Regions from separate parts of the Sus scrofa genome. Here regions 2 and 3 are each linked to region 1. A link is a contact called in public HiChIP or PLAC-seq data. All regions are on one chromosome and are shown on one strand. The core of a region is the stretch at or near the end of the contact, and the rest is flanking DNA. Distances in the headings are between cores, read along the strand shown. Region 1 holds the start of CALM3 (calmodulin 3). Region 2 holds the start of SAE1 (SUMO-activating enzyme subunit 1). Region 3 holds the start of NPAS1 (neuronal PAS domain-containing protein 1).

Region 1 (4,886 bases), core at 1,572-4,071:
GAAAGAAATACAGGAATCCAGTTGAATGTGAATTCCAGATCAACAACAAAAATAGATATTTGAGTATAAGTATGGTCCATGGAACTTTTGCTCCAAAATATTACATTGGTCCAACCAAAAAAATGCATTCCATACAATTCCATTTCTACAAAACTCTAGAATAGGCAAAACGAATTTCTAATGACAGAAGCCAGAAACATTTTGGTTGAGTGGGACAGGAATTGACTGGGAAGGGCCACAGAGGAGCTAAATTCTGGGATGATGGAAACGTACAGCTCGTCTTAGGCGGTGGTTACACAGGTATATGGAATTGTCAGAACTCACTGAGCTGGGAGATCACACTGTGGCTCAGTGGAAAGGAATCTGACTAGTATCTATGAGGACCCAGGTTCAATCCCTGGCCTTGCTCAGTGGGTTAGGGATCTGGTGTTGCCGTGAACTATGGTGTAAGTCGCAGAGAGGGCTTAGGTCTAGCATTGCTGTGGCTGTGGCATAGGCCAGGGGTGTATTCAACCCCTAGCCTGGGAATTTCCATATGTCTTGGGTGTGGTCCTAAAAAGAACAAAAAAGAACAACAACAACAAAAAACCTCACTGAGCTGAATACCTAAAACCTTTTTATTTTTCTCTTAATTTTTGTTTTATTTATTTATTTATTTTTATTTTTAATTTTTTTTTTTTGCTTTTTTAGGGTGGCACCCGTAGCATATGGATGTTCCCAGGGGTCTAATTGGAGCTACAGCCACCAGCCTACATCACAGCCACAGCAATGCCAGATCCGAGCCGAGTCTAAGAACTACACCACAGCTCACAGCAATACTGGATCCTTAACCCCCTGAGCAAGGCCAGGGATCAAACCTGCAACCTCGTGCGTGGTTCCTAGTCGGATTCGTTTCCACTTCGCCACGACAGGAATTCCCTGTGGCATTTCACTGAATGTAAATTATGCTGTGGTGTTCCCCATGGTGCAGTGGATTAAGGATCCGGCGTTGTCACTGCAGCAGCTCGGGTTACTGCTGTGGCATGGGTTCAATCCCTGGCCCAGGAACTTCCACATGCCACAGTAAAAAAATAAATAAAAATAGATAGATAAATAAATTATGCCACACATGCACACACATGCACACACAATTGGCTCTGAACCAGTCAGAGGTATGGAAATAAGAAAAGTTGATGGTTTACACCTGAACCACAGGTCCTCCCCCAAAGCAGGCATCCGAGTCAGCTTCCACCAATGCAAGGGCACTAACCAAAAAGGGAACACGTTCATGTTTGGCTGCTATAACACAGTGACCCAAAATAACAGTGACTTAAGCCATAGAGAAATGTATTCCTCAAAATTCCCGTCGTGGCTCAGCAGTTAATGAACCCGACTAGGATCCATGAGGATGCAGGTTCGATCCCTGGCCCTGCTCAGTGAGTTAAAGATCTGGCATTGCCCTGAGCTGTGGTGTAGGTTGCAGATGTGGCTGGGATCTCTCATTGCTGTGGCTGTGATGTAGGCCAGCAGCTGTAGCTCCAATTTGACCCCTAGCTTGGGAACCTCCATATGCCACAGGTGTGGCCCTAGAAAGAAAAAAAAAAAAAAAAAAGTCTCTCTCTCTTGCATAAAATTTTGGCACTGGGGACAAAAAGGTGAGCTCTGCTCCAGAAAATCATCCAGATCTTAGGTGAGTTTGCTCCCATTGGTCTCTCCTCTAATGCCTACCAGGCTGTTCCATCAGCAGGCAAGGTGAGAGAAAGGACAGCATGCTCTCCACCCCCTTAAGGGCATGTCCAAAAGTTTCACATATCGCTTCTGCACACATCCTTTTTAACCACAATTCAATCAAATGACCGCTCACAACTGTTTCTGAGCTCCAGGAAACAGTCACAGTTAACCTTCACACTCTTTTCCTCCTATGGTTGGAACCTAGGCACAAGGAGTGCAAGAGTCAGGTGGTCTACAACACAATAAGACAGTGCAAGTCTGGGCTCCCCAGCCAAGCCAAGTACACTGGTCCAGCCTTACAGGAGGCGCTCAATTTAGGCTTAATTGAAGGCTGAATTAATGCCATATTCCCAGAGATCGTCCCGGGGTGGCCCCAGCTTCACAGACCTTGGGCCAATCAGGGGGACAGGCGTTCTGCACACCTGTAGAGTGTGTCTCAGGGTGGAGACACCTGGCCCCAACAGGTGGAAGTTCTAAGTAACCAGCTGAACCTTGTAGACCCCGCCAACTCGGAGGGTCCAGTTAGGGGCGGAGCTTCCAGGCCAGCATTTTGGATTGCACCATCTTCCATCTGTTAGAGGGGAGAGCCGAGAAAGAGCTTCTGCATCTTCCACCAGCCCTCTTACTACTCTCTGACTGCAAAGACTATGTAGTTGCTTCTCTAACAGTCACAGAGTTTTCCCCTTCGCCTCGTTACACCTCACGGCTCCACGCAGCCACACATTTCAGAATCCCCACCACCACCACACAGTGGCTCGCCCCAATTTGACGCATTGCAGGGAAGGCCGGACCAATCGGCACCGCGCTTTCATTTCCGCCATAACCCGGGCCCAATAGTGGCGCGTCTCACACAGGGACGCGTCACGCGCCGCCGTAAGGTGCCCCTCCGCCGAGGGGAAAAGTAAAGCCGCACGGGGGCGGGGCGCGCGGCGACGGAAAGTAGTCCCGCGCGGGTGCCCGCGCGGCCGGCCGTAAACACAGGTCTGCGCGAACCGAGAGCGAGAGATCCGCGGGCCCGGTGGTGCGGAGGGAGGCGCGGAGGGATCCGTGGGAGCCGCAGTGCGGCGACGCGCGTGCGGGGCGGGGCCGGGCGGGGCGGGGCGGGGCGCGCGCGGCGGCCGTTGAGGGACCGTTGGGGCGGGCGGCGGCGGCGGCGGCGCGCGCTGCGGGCAGTGAGTGTGGAGGCGCGGACGCGCGGCGGAGCTCGAGCTGCTGCAGCTGCTGCCGCCGCCGGAGGAACCTTGACCCCCGCGCTCCGGACACCCCGGGCCTCGCCATGGTGAGTGAGGCTGAGAGGCCGCCGAGGCCGGGGGCTCTGAGGCGGGCACGGAGGGGCAGGACCCCTGAGAGCGCGAGCGGACCCAGAATGGGGGAGCGTTTCGGCCCCAGCGAGCGCCTCTGGACCCCTCTCTGCTCCTCAGTCGGGGGCATTGGAACCCAGAGCGGGACATTTGGATCCCACAAGGGCTTTGGGGGTCTTCCAGAAGTATAGCATGGGGTAGTTAGACCCCAGAATGGGCACCTGAGTCCTCCAAGGGGGGCACTGGAACCCGGGATGGAGCATCTGGACCCTCAAATGGGAAGGGCTCCTGGACCCAGAATGAGGCGTTTGGTCCCCGAAGTGGGGTGTTTGAATTCCAGGGGAGCGAGGGAAGAAACGTTGGCTAGAGAAGGGGGTGATCTGTGCCCTGATAAAGGCTTTGGGTCCTGAGAGGATGCAGGGAAGGGGGATCGGAAGGAAGCCAGGCTGCTAGGGAGCTCCCCAAAAGGGGGCCGTGGATAACTGGGCCTGGGTGGGGAGGGGTGCTCCTGGGACCAGGGAGGTGGGGGTCACTCCTGCAGACCAGACCCTCGAGGGGAGAGAAGGAGGTTCTCCAGAGACATTGCAGAGGAAGAAGGAGGAGGGTGAGGTGCAAGCTTGGGGAGGAAGAGCCTAGGGTGGGTGGCGACAGAGGTTAGAAGATGCTCTGAAGTCTATGGGGACTGGAAAGGATTGGGGTCGGGAAGTGGTTAAAAGGGGATAGCGTGCTTGCCAGTGGTGCGGGGTCCGGGGGCCCTGTGGTTGATGTTGGGGGGCAGCCAGGGAAGATTCTGAGGTTACCAGTGGGTTAAGGCTGGTAAACTAGGACAGGAGGTTGGTTTTGGGGGGAGAGGAGTGGGGAGGAGTGTTGTGTTTGGGTTCACGAGGGGGTGGGTTTCCAAGGTGAGGGGTGGGCGAGCACTTTGATTTGGGTGGTGGAAGGAGATCCGCAGACATGTTGGAGCAAATGAATGGCAGCTGAGGTTGGCCTAGGTTTGAAGGTGGATGTGGGTAGCTTCCTGGAAGTTTCCAGGGCAAAGCCGGGACAAAGACTGCTCATTCTGGATGGGGGGCGGCTGGCTGCAGAGGCCAGAGAGAGTGGGTCTAGGGTCCCCTTCTCATAAGATGGGGCTGGGCAGAGGGCACCAGGCAGTGGGAGCCAGTGGGCGGAGTTGTTCCGGCCTCTATTGCGCACTGAAGCTGCATGAAATGGGGGTGGGGAAATCAAAGTTTGGGATGCATCAAATGAGCCAGCTTTTTAAGCCTTGAACCTCACCCCCTTGATGGCCCTTTCAGACCAAGAGAGCTGGTTTCTCCAAACAGGAGTGTTGGTTTTCTCGTGGTCTCCAGCTCCACGCACTGCTCTGCATCTCCTCGCTTGTGCCAAATGACAGTGCAGTACAGTGTGGCGTCAGTGACAATCAGACGCCTGTTCCTGTGGCCTCGGGGTGGGGGCTGCAGAGCTTGACCAGAGAGAACCTCCAAAGGGACCCCTTCATCGGCCTGAGGTCCACTTGTTCCGTTCAGGGCCCTCACTGAGTGCTTCTGTGAATTCACACAGCTAGGGCTTTGAGAGAAAACCAGCGAACGAGTTCTTTTCTAGTCTCTGCCACCCACAACACCCACAGCCCCCCAGGCCTGGCCTCAGAACCAGGTGCAGCCATCCTCCCTGGCAAGGCCAGGGAGAACAGGCAGCCGCTGCTGTGTATCAGATCTCATACTTGCTGACACAGACCTGATGGCTCCTCTCACCGCTACCCCATTTTCCCCGAGCAGAAACTTGCTAAAGGTGCCTGAATCACTGGCAGGTGCCAAGAGGTCCCCCACCTCCCAAATAGGACCCGAGCTTTGGCCCTGACTAGTTTCTCTTTCCGTA
Region 2 (4,886 bases), core at 1,004-3,503, 450 kb after region 1:
AACGCCAGATCCTTAACCCACTGAGTGAGGCCAGGGATTAAACAAACATCTTCGTGGATCCTAGTCAGATTCCTTTCCACTGAGCCACTATGGGAACTCCGGTCACATTTTTTTTAATGATATACATCTTTTGTCTTTTTTTTTTTTTTAGGGGTTTTACCCACAGCATATGGAGGTTCCCAGCCTAGGGGTTGCACTGGAGCTGTAGCCACTGGCCTACACCACAGCCACAGAAGATCCAAGCCACATCTGCGACCTACACCACAGTTCACAGCAACGACAGATCCTCAACCCACTGAGTGAGGCCAGGGATCGGACCTGCATCCTCAAGGATGCTAGTCAGATTCAATTCCGCTGAGCCACAATGGGAACTCTTTTTTTGGTGTCTTTTGTCGTTTTAGGGCTGCACCAGCAGCATATGGAGGTTCCCAGGCTGGGAGTCTAATCGGAGCTACAGCTGCTGGCCTATGCCTGAGCCACAGCAACATGAGATCCAAGCTGCATCTGGGACCTACACCATAGCTCACCGCAATACCAGATCCTTAACCCACTGGGCCAGGCAGGGAATGAACCCGCAATGTCATGGTTCCTAGTCGGATTCGTTTCTGCTACGCCATGACAGGAACTCCGAGAACTCTTTTCAATGGTATTTTGACCTGGGATGAATTACTACCCTTTTCTGGGTCCCAGAGTCATATTGTAAAGTGGAGGAAAAGTCTATCTTTGAGGTTCACGGAGTATGTACCCACTGGATAAGATCAGAGCACATAGTAGGAGCTTAATGTACCACCAGCGGTGTAACCTCTTGTATGTGTGCCACACAGCCTGGATTTGAATCCTAGATTCACTACTTCTATGATATAAGACTTCGTTCAGGCTACTGATAATCTGTTGTACCTCAGACTTCTTAGCTATGGTATGGGACTATTAAATAAATTATCTACTCTCATAAGGGTTAGAGAAATAATCCATCCACACAAAGCCCATTTACCCTACATGAGGGGGCAGCCGTTTTTTTCCTTTTTTTGGCTGCACCCTTGGCATAGGGAAGTTCCTGGGCCAGAGATCGAATCCAAGCCTCAGGTGTGACCTATGCCGCAGCTGTGTCCTATACCATGGCTGTGGTAACAATGATCCTTTACCCACTGTGCCACAGCAGGAACTCATTTTTTTTTTTCTTTTTCACTGCCCTAGTCCTAGCACATAATTACTGAATCAACATGCATTTAGTAATTATTTGTTGAATGGATAGTAAAAATGCACTTTGCCTACAGAAAATACACATTAGCTATCACTAACCTACAAGGGCTTACTATTCCCCACCTGCTTCATATTATGATTTTAACTCCTACCATTTCCCACCCTCTCACTCTGTTCCAGTTGCCCTGCCCTCTTCGCGGGCTCCTCAGTTGTGTCAGTAAGCTTCAGGGCCTTTGCACCAGCTGTTTGTTCTCCTGTCCAGAAATGCTCCGTCTACCCAGTTATCTATGTAGCTTGTTTCTACAGTTCCCTTCAGATCTCTGCTCAATGGCATCTTCTCCGAGAGGACTTCTCTGGCCACTGCTGTCACCCTGGAGTGCCATATCCTGTTTTTTTGTCTTTTTTTTTTTTTTTTTTTTTTTTTTTGTTGTTGTTGTTGCTATTTTCTTGGGCCGCTCCCGCGGCATATGGAGGTTCCCAGGCTAGGGGTCAAATCGGAGCTGTAGTCACCGGCCTACACCAGAGCCACAGCAACGCGGGATCCGAGCCGCGTCTGCAACCTACACCACAGCTCACGGCAACGCCGGATCGTTAACCCACTGAGCAAGGGCAGGGACCAAACCCGCAACCTCATGGTTCCTAGTCGGATTCGTTAACCACTGCGCCACGACGGGAACTCCCATATCCTGTTTTAATTTTCCTCTATTTTTTTCCCCTGGGCCCTCCTCAATAGAATGTAAGCTCCCTCTGGACAAGACTATGTATTACTCGACACTCTTTCACAACACCTCCATTGCTGCGATTTCAGCACATGCTCCCTCGTTATTGCTGAATTAATAGACTCACAAACAAACGATCACTTGGGTATCCTCGCGGGTTCAGAAGCCCTGCAGTTTTTTGGCCGGGATTGGCAGCAGCCTCTGTCACGTGACTGGCTCTCGCCTGCCAGCCCGCCCGCTTTGGAGGCTTAGGAGTTCGACTTGGTTCCAGGCTCCAGGGCCGGGTGGCGGCGGTGGGGGCGGTACTGCGCAGGCGCTGTTCCCGGCGCAGGCGCAGACCCGGCCCGGGAGCGCGGCCGGCGGCGGTTGGCGGCGTGTGGGGCCGGCGGGCGGTTGCTGCGAACGGACCCGAGCGCAGGCAGCGAGAGCTGGCGCCATGGTGGAGAAGGAGGAGGCGGGCGGCGGTATCAGCGAGGAGGAGGCGGCGCAGTATGACCGGCAGATCCGTCTCTGGGGACTGGAGGCCCAAAAACGGTCAGGGCCAGTGCGGCTTGTGGGGCTGAGGGTTTGGAGGGGCGTCTGGCCTGAGGCGTTGGCGGCCCTCGGGGAGCCAGAGGGTCGAATTTGAAGAGAGGAGGTGGGAATCATGTACCCGGGCATGGTCGCCCGCTTGAGAGGACTGGAGGGTTTGATTTGGGATGTTTCCTCGGCAGGTATGGGAAGCGAGGACGTCCCAGGGTGGTGGGAAGGCCGTTCTGGGGGATTGGAGGCGTCTAGAGGGGGCGGAGGGAGAGCCCGGAGCGTTCGCGAGGATTCAAGACTCCGGGGCTCGGCGCTCGGAGGGAGTGATGTTGGAATTTAGATCGAGGTGAGGAGGAAGGCTTAGGGTATAGAAGGGGGCCAGGAACGCATGGAAAGGATGAAAGCGGGGGGGAGGTCATAGTTCATTCATTCATAGGTAATGGGAACGTCTTCTGTGCTGGCCGCTGGTGAGACTGGCGAACCGAGCAGATGCGAGCTTCCATTCATTCTTGTGGCCTCTAAAGGGTGGGCTAGTCTGAAAGAATGAGGGGTTTTGAGGTGTCTTGGAGCAGGTTATTTCAAGTGGGAGTCCTGACAGGTTTGAAGCGTCTAGGGGGGCAGGAGGACCTGAAGAGGTTGCTTGTGTCTAGATGTGGGGGCGTGTCCACAGAGGACGGGATTGGGCATCCTTGGGCATGGAGGAGAAATTGTCCGAGGGCGTGAGGTCTTTGAAAGAGGTGATTGATTTAATCAGCTATTGATTGAGCACTTGCCACGGGCACTGTTAATGGGCACGGAGCGTGGGTCAGTGAACTAGGCAGACTCCTTGCTCACCTGGAGCTTATATTCTACCCGAGGAGGCGGTAAACATAAAGAAATAATAAAATATTAAGGAATGTAAGTGCTAGAGAGACAAGGAGAAGAGGAGCAATAAAGGATGGTGAGGTGGGAGAGCTATTTTGAGAGGGGCCAGGGGAGGCTCTGAAGAGGTAACACTGAGCCTCCGACCTGTATGAAAGGAAAGAGCCATCTGGAAGGACCTTCCTGGTATAGAGAACAGCAAGTGTAACATCCTGGAGGCCAGAGCATGCTTGGCACATTGGAGCCTCAGGGTGACTGGAACCAAAGGAGTTGAGTAGCTTTTTTTATTATAAATGTGCTGGGAAACCCGTTGGAGAGTTTGAGCGTAGGCGTAACGTGATCTGATTTGTGTTTGAAAAGCATCACTCTTGTTGCATTGGAGAATAGGTTGATGTGGGCAGAGGTGGGAGTAAGGATTCCAGTTAGGAGGCTGCTGCTGCAGTAATCCCCTTGAGACAGAAGTAATGGTGGCTCGGAACTCTAGGAAAGGGTCAAAAATAGATTCTGGATAATTTGAAGGTAGAGGGGACAGACTTTGCTCAAGGGTTCATTGTGTGGGGTATGAGAGTCTGAACTCAAGGAAGGTTCCAAGGTTTTTGGCCTGAGCAAGTGGGAAGATGGAAGTGCCCTTCCTGACGGAGGTGGGGGAAACTGCAGGTTTGGTGGGGTGGGGGAAGAATCGGGGGTTCTCTTTGGGACTTAGGTTTTTTGTTGCTGTTTGTTTGTTTTGGCTGTGCTTGTGGCATGCAGAGGTTTCTGGGCCAGGGATTGAATCCTCGCTGCAGCAGTGTCCTGAGCTGCTCCAGTGCCAGTGCCAGATACTTAACCAGCTGAGTCACAGGAGAAGTCCTGGATTATGTTTTAGATGTTTACTATACATCTCAGTAGAAATATGCGAATGGTTGAGTTCATAGCTGCGGGCTGGGTGATGGGGAGTCATTATGTGATTGAGGACAGAGTGTAGAATTAATTGATCTAAGGGTTGGGGAAGCAGGCAAGTCAGGAGAACTTAGTTTGAGGGGTAGAATTTTTTGGTGAGAGAGAGTGTGCGTGGTGGGTGGGGTGAGGTTGGGTTACTTCAGGTTCATTTCCGTTGTGCAGGGTCTTCTTGTGATTGGGCACATCATGAGGCATTAGCGAGCCTTGGTCTGAGGATTAAAGGCACCTGAAATAGAAGATGGGAAATTAAATGATGAGAATGGGCCTGAAGACCCAGGTGGGATTGATGGAGTTTAGGGATTGCTGTTTGAAGGATTGGGGTGTTGGGAGGCCCTGAGTGTACCAGAAGAGTTGATCCAAGAGCTTGGGGCAGCAGGTAGTTTTGTTTTGAGTGAGGATTAAACTGGAATTAATGAGGGACCTGTCAGAGGGGTAGAAATGGATGATTTATCTGAAGAGCAATAAAAAGGCATGGGGGTGGGGCTTTGAGGGGGGAGATGACCTAAGGGGCAAATCAAAATTGGGGCATGGAAATGAGAGGTGGGAGTTAATTCTGAGGAAGTGAAGACATACTGAACTCAGTGGAGAACCTGAAAAGGATTGACTGAGGGTCCTGGGAGGAAAGGAAGGGGTTACTTATAAATT
Region 3 (4,886 bases), core at 1,760-4,259, 350 kb after region 1:
TGGTACCTGCCCAGGCCCCAGAGCCAGTGTCAGTAGTTAAGAGCCAGTGATCTGGAGCTCCCTCGTGGCACAGCGGGTTAAGGATCTGGCATCGTCACTGCATCAGCTTGGGTTGCTGCTGTGGCTTGGGTTTGATCCCTGGCCAAAAAAAAAAAAAAAGAAGAAGAGCCAGTGATCTGAGCTCGAATTCCTACCCTGACACCGTAACAGGTCTCTCTGGGGAAAAAGAAGAAACTACTATTGGCTGAGAGACCATCGGCAGCAGGCTATCTGGTATCTATGCCTCAGTTTCCCTAGCTGTAAAATGGGCTTAGTCATAGAACCCAGCTCAGAACTTTGCAGTTGGGAAAAGAATTAGCGGAACATAAGCATCCCAAATTGTTAGGTGTGGTTATTCTGAGCCATTTTAAGAGTATTCCCATTGGAAGTTCCCGTAGTGGCTCAGTGGTTAACGAATCTGACTAGAATCCATGAGGACGCAGGTTCGATCCCTGGCCTTGTTCAATGGGTTAAGGATCCAGAGTTGCTATGAGCTGTGGCGTAGGTTGTAGATGCGGCTCAGATCCTGTGTTGCTGTGGCTCTGGCGGAGGCCGGCAGCTACAGCTCCAATTCAACCCCTAGCCTGGGAACCTCCATGTGCCGCAGGTGCAGGCTTAGAAAAAAATTTTTAAAAAGTGTTCCCATTGAGTTCCCTGTGGCCTTGCAGTTAAGAATCCAGCGTCACTGCCATGGCTCAGGTTACTGCTGTGGCATGCATTCAATCCTTGGCTGGGGAACTTCTGCATGCCAGGACCTTGGAAAAAAAAAAGTGTTCCCATCAGCCAGTGCCCATGAGGGTTCAGAGGTGTGTGCCTCAGTTCTCTGTCCATCCAGAGGTGGCCCTTGCTCTTTGCCACCCCCTGCCCACCTGCCTCTCCTAAGACTTCAGTCCCACCTTCATTAGCTGCACTGTGATCTCCTAGGAGCACTTAAGCACCTGGACACCCCCATGCCAGGCTGCCAAATGGGCTTGGGAAGGAGAGGTGTGGTATCTCCTAGGCTGGGTCATCTGGATCCCTGTTCTCTGTGGGAGGCACTGTAATTCCTACGTTCTCAGCTACGGTCTAATGGGAAGCTCTGATGTTTTGGTTCCCACGAGAGCACGAATAAGACCCCAGAATAAGACCCCAGGATATCGTGGTCACTGAAATTCCTCGGATTCCTGTGTCCCGGTCCCTGGGAGGTCCGGATATCAAATCCTGGTCTTATAGGTGGGGGTGCGGGGTGGTGAGCGAAGGTCACCTTCTTGTCCAAAGGGTCTTGCTGACAAATTGAAGTTTTCGGCTGGAAAATGAAGATCTCCGACGCCTGGATTTGCTTCTGAGTCTCCACCCCTGCAGAGGACTTGGGTGCAGGATGCCGCCCTTGTCCGGAGGGGCTGCTGGGGTGCCCGGTTTTCTTGGGGGAGAGAGGGTGATAGTTCTTCCCGATGGGGTATAGAGATGGAGCCTGGATGCCGATGTTCCCCTCTCGCGGTGGAGAAACTGACTGAGGTTCTCGTTTGGGTGAGAAGGGGCTGGCCCCTCGATGGTGCCCTTGGGTGAGAGGACGCAGACACCTGAGCAGCCCAGGACTCCCTTGCTGGGAACCCCCTGCCATGGAAAAGGCCGAAGTGGTTGACGCTGGGCTGGACCGAGGGGCGGAGACTCAAGGGGCGGGGCTCTAGCAGACCCCGCCCCCGACCGCTAGCGCTGTCCCCGCGCATTCAGGTCTGCGAGGCCTCGGTGGGCGCGGAGAGCCTAGCACCACAGCCTGCGCGCCCCACCGAGCCCGGCGCGTCCCGGGGTCTATGGGGCCGCTCCTCTGCGCCGCCCGGCCGGCCCCACGCCGCGCCCGGAACCTGCCCCGCGGCCAGGTAACGAAGCTGTGGGTCCTGTGGGTAGGGGACGCCTGGTGCCTGGCATGAGAGGACAGGGAACTCCTGGGTCCCGAAGGAAAAGGGGACCGGAACTCCAGTGTCCTGGGGGCTAGGGCGTCGGAGCGTCTGTATCCCGAAGCAGAGGGAAGGGGCACACGGATGTTTGGGTCCTGGGGAAATAGGGAGCTAGGGGATCTGGACTCCAAGGTCTAGGGCACCTGGTTGGGGAGGCTTGGAGGCGGCATGGATATAGGGGTGGGGGTGGATCCTGAACGCCCAGTCTTGGAGGAATAAAGACATAACGGAACACCTTCCTAATTCGGGGGGATCTGGATAGGAGGACATCTGGGCCCCAAGGGTCAGGTCCACCCTGGGGGCGTCCTCGGCCTGAGGCTCTGGCCACTGCATCGGGGGTTGAGGCTCGCACGCCAGGGTCTTCAGGGAGGAAGTTGTGGCTGCGGAGATTTGGCGGCCGGGACACGTGGCACCACCCAGAGGGGCTGGGGGTTGTCTCTGGACAGAGCGTGGGGTGGGGTCCCAACCCTCTGCCCTGCTATCTCCTTAGCCCTGTCCAGGAAATAGGAGCACCGCAGATTCGAGAAGCGGGACTTCTAGGGTGTGCTTGGGGGGTGGGGACGGACCCCCGGGGCAAAGGGCTCTGGGGGCCGAAGCTGCGCGCGGCTGGGCTCCGGCGAAGCGCCCGCCCCCCGCCCGGCTTGGGCATGCTTGGCACGCAGCGCGCGGGCCGGTCGGATCCGTATGCGCGCCGCGTGCGCCTATTGGTATGCGGGAGCCGGCCCGGCGCGGGCGTGAGGCGGGCGCGCCGGCGGGCGGCGCGGGGAGGCGGCGGCGGGGCACGTCCTCGCCTTGAGCTTCGCCTCGAGCCCGGCACGGTGAGAGCTGCAGACTGTGTAGCGGGGCCTCCAGGGAGGGGAAACTGAGGCACCAACCAGCCCCAGCGCCTTGACGGGACCCTGAGCCCCACGCGGACCTCGGTTTACCGAGCAGGCGTCCCAGGGCCCCCCTTGAGCACTGAGCTCTGCCTCCGGCTCCTTCCCGCTGCAGGAGACGCGGCTCTCGAGTCCCGCAGGCTGCTCTGAGCCCGCCTGAGCCGGTCCCCGCGGAGATGGCGGCCCCCTACCCCAGCAGTGGTGGCGGAGGCGAAGTCAGGTGCGGGGGAGGTCGCGGCGGCAGCGTCCCGTGGGACTTTCTGCCGGGGCTCGTGGTCAAGGCCCCTCCCGGACCCTGGTGAGCAAAACCCCGCCCCTCGGGCCTTGGCCCCGCCCCTAAGGGAAGAAATTCACACTCTCTGCCCCGCCCACTGGGGGGCTAGAATTTCTTACCCGGAGTTGCTGCTTTACTGCGGTTCGGTAACGCCCATCCCTGGCGTTCTGTTCCGAGCCCCCTTCCTCGGAATTCCTACTACCCAGTACTCTTATCTACCCCCTCTTCCTCTTCCCCAGAATTTAGACCCAAGTTTCTGTCCCCACGGCCGCGCGTAGAAGTCACACTCAGGCTCTGCCCCCACCTGAATCGACCTCCAACGTCCCGCCTCCTGCCCGAGGCCCGGGGAGGCGGGGCTCGCCCCTCCACCCCAGACCCCCGAGCCTGGTGGCTCCTGCTGACGCCCCCTCCGCGCCGCCCGCCCAGCCTGCAGGCGCAGCGCAAGGAGAAGTCCCGGAACGCAGCGCGCTCGCGGCGCGGAAAGGAGAACCTGGAGTTCTTCGAGCTGGCCAAGCTGCTCCCGCTGCCCGGAGCGATCTCCAGCCAGCTGGACAAGGCGTCCATCGTGCGCCTCAGCGTCACCTACCTCCGCCTGCGCCGCTTCGCTGCGCTCGGGGCGCCGCCCTGGGGGCTGCGGACCGCGGGGCCGCCGGCCAGCCTCGGTGAGTGCGCGTGCAAGGGGGCGGGGGTCTCGGCACTCTCCTGGGGGCAGGGGAGCCCTGATCCGAGGTGCGCGCTAGCCCTGCCCTGGTCCTCCCCCGGGAGAGAGTAAGGCATTTGGAGTCAGACCTTTTGTGCGTCCCTATCAGGCGGCTTCTATTATCCAAGCCTCAGTTTATTCATCTGTAAAGCGAGCACACGAGGTGGGGACAATTGCATGACTTCTGGCCTGATCAAGGGCCTGGCCACTCCAGGGATCATACCACTAGCACATGTTATTCGTATTAGGGGAAATGAATCATTATCATCACAGAAGCGACCCGCAGCTCCATGGGCGGGACAGAGGGGACCCAGCCTGAGCTCCCAGCCACGAATGGGCAAGAAACCCCCGCCCTCAGATCCCAGAAGGAACACAGACTCTGGAGTCTGAATGCCCAGTTTGGGAGAGCGGGAAGGAGACAGGATACTATGGCAGGTCAGATGGGGAGCTTCAGAAAGACAGGGGTCCCTGCCCCACTCGGCCGCTCGCCAGTATTGTGATCGCCTCACCTCTCTGTACCTCACTTGTGAAATGGGAATCAGGATGAAGGCCCTCGCCACCACTGCCCACCGCCCTCCCACCCCGGGCTGAGAAGGGGTAATAGGTGTAAGGACCCTCTACACACCTGGCACTGAGTAAACAGTCAATATGTGGCTAGTACTGTTAATGATAGTATCTGCAGGTTTATTGAGCATCTACTATTCTGAGCCCTAGGATCCAGCAGGAAACAAACTGGATAAAGGTCCCTGCCCCAGGCAGGCTGAGGTCCTACTGCCAAGACACAAGATGAAATAAACAAAGAAATGCAATGGATACTATGTAAACCTCTAGACTATGTAAAACAGATATATAGGCAAATATCTCTTTTCCTTATTATTCAGACTTTATTATTGATAGATGTTTCAAAGTGTTATTGTTACTACTTCTATTTCCTATTTTATTGCATTACTCTTATTACTAGAAGAGAGAGAATCATGTTCAGCTGCGAGTGCAGGGGACAGGGACAGGACATCCTGGGCTACTCCCCCACCACCACCAAAGGGTTGTCCTTAGGGTGGGGTTGG

What was found. HiChIP or PLAC-seq counts read pairs in DNA pulled down with a chosen protein or histone mark.
Region 2: a contact with region 1 is called in an H3K27ac HiChIP or PLAC-seq map of alveolar macrophages. The contact joins the promoter of SAE1 here to the promoter of CALM3 in region 1. A contact is called at or near these places in 2 of 2 datasets of contacts at active chromatin or transcription factors (alveolar macrophages and skeletal muscle).
Region 3: a contact with region 1 is called in an H3K27ac HiChIP or PLAC-seq map of skeletal muscle, with 4 times the contacts expected there. The contact joins the promoter of NPAS1 here to the promoter of CALM3 in region 1. A contact is called at or near these places in 1 of 5 promoter capture datasets (fetal liver) and 2 of 2 datasets of contacts at active chromatin or transcription factors (alveolar macrophages and skeletal muscle).

Annotation. Positions count from the first base shown.
Region 1 is chr6:52,504,158-52,509,043 of Sscrofa11.1, forward strand. It overlaps CALM3 (calmodulin 3), which reads left to right and starts at 2,822. Exons shown (of 6, transcript NM_001244209.1): 1 at 2,822-2,989. The coding sequence starts at 2,987.
Region 2 is chr6:52,955,221-52,960,106 of Sscrofa11.1, forward strand. SAE1 (SUMO-activating enzyme subunit 1) reads left to right here and starts at 2,254. Exons shown (of 9, transcript XM_003127243.4): 1 at 2,254-2,453. The coding sequence starts at 2,356.
Region 3 is chr6:52,854,730-52,859,615 of Sscrofa11.1, forward strand. NPAS1 (neuronal PAS domain-containing protein 1) reads left to right here and starts at 3,010. Exons shown (of 11, transcript XM_021094623.1): 1 at 3,010-3,146; 2 at 3,549-3,784. The coding sequence starts at 3,025.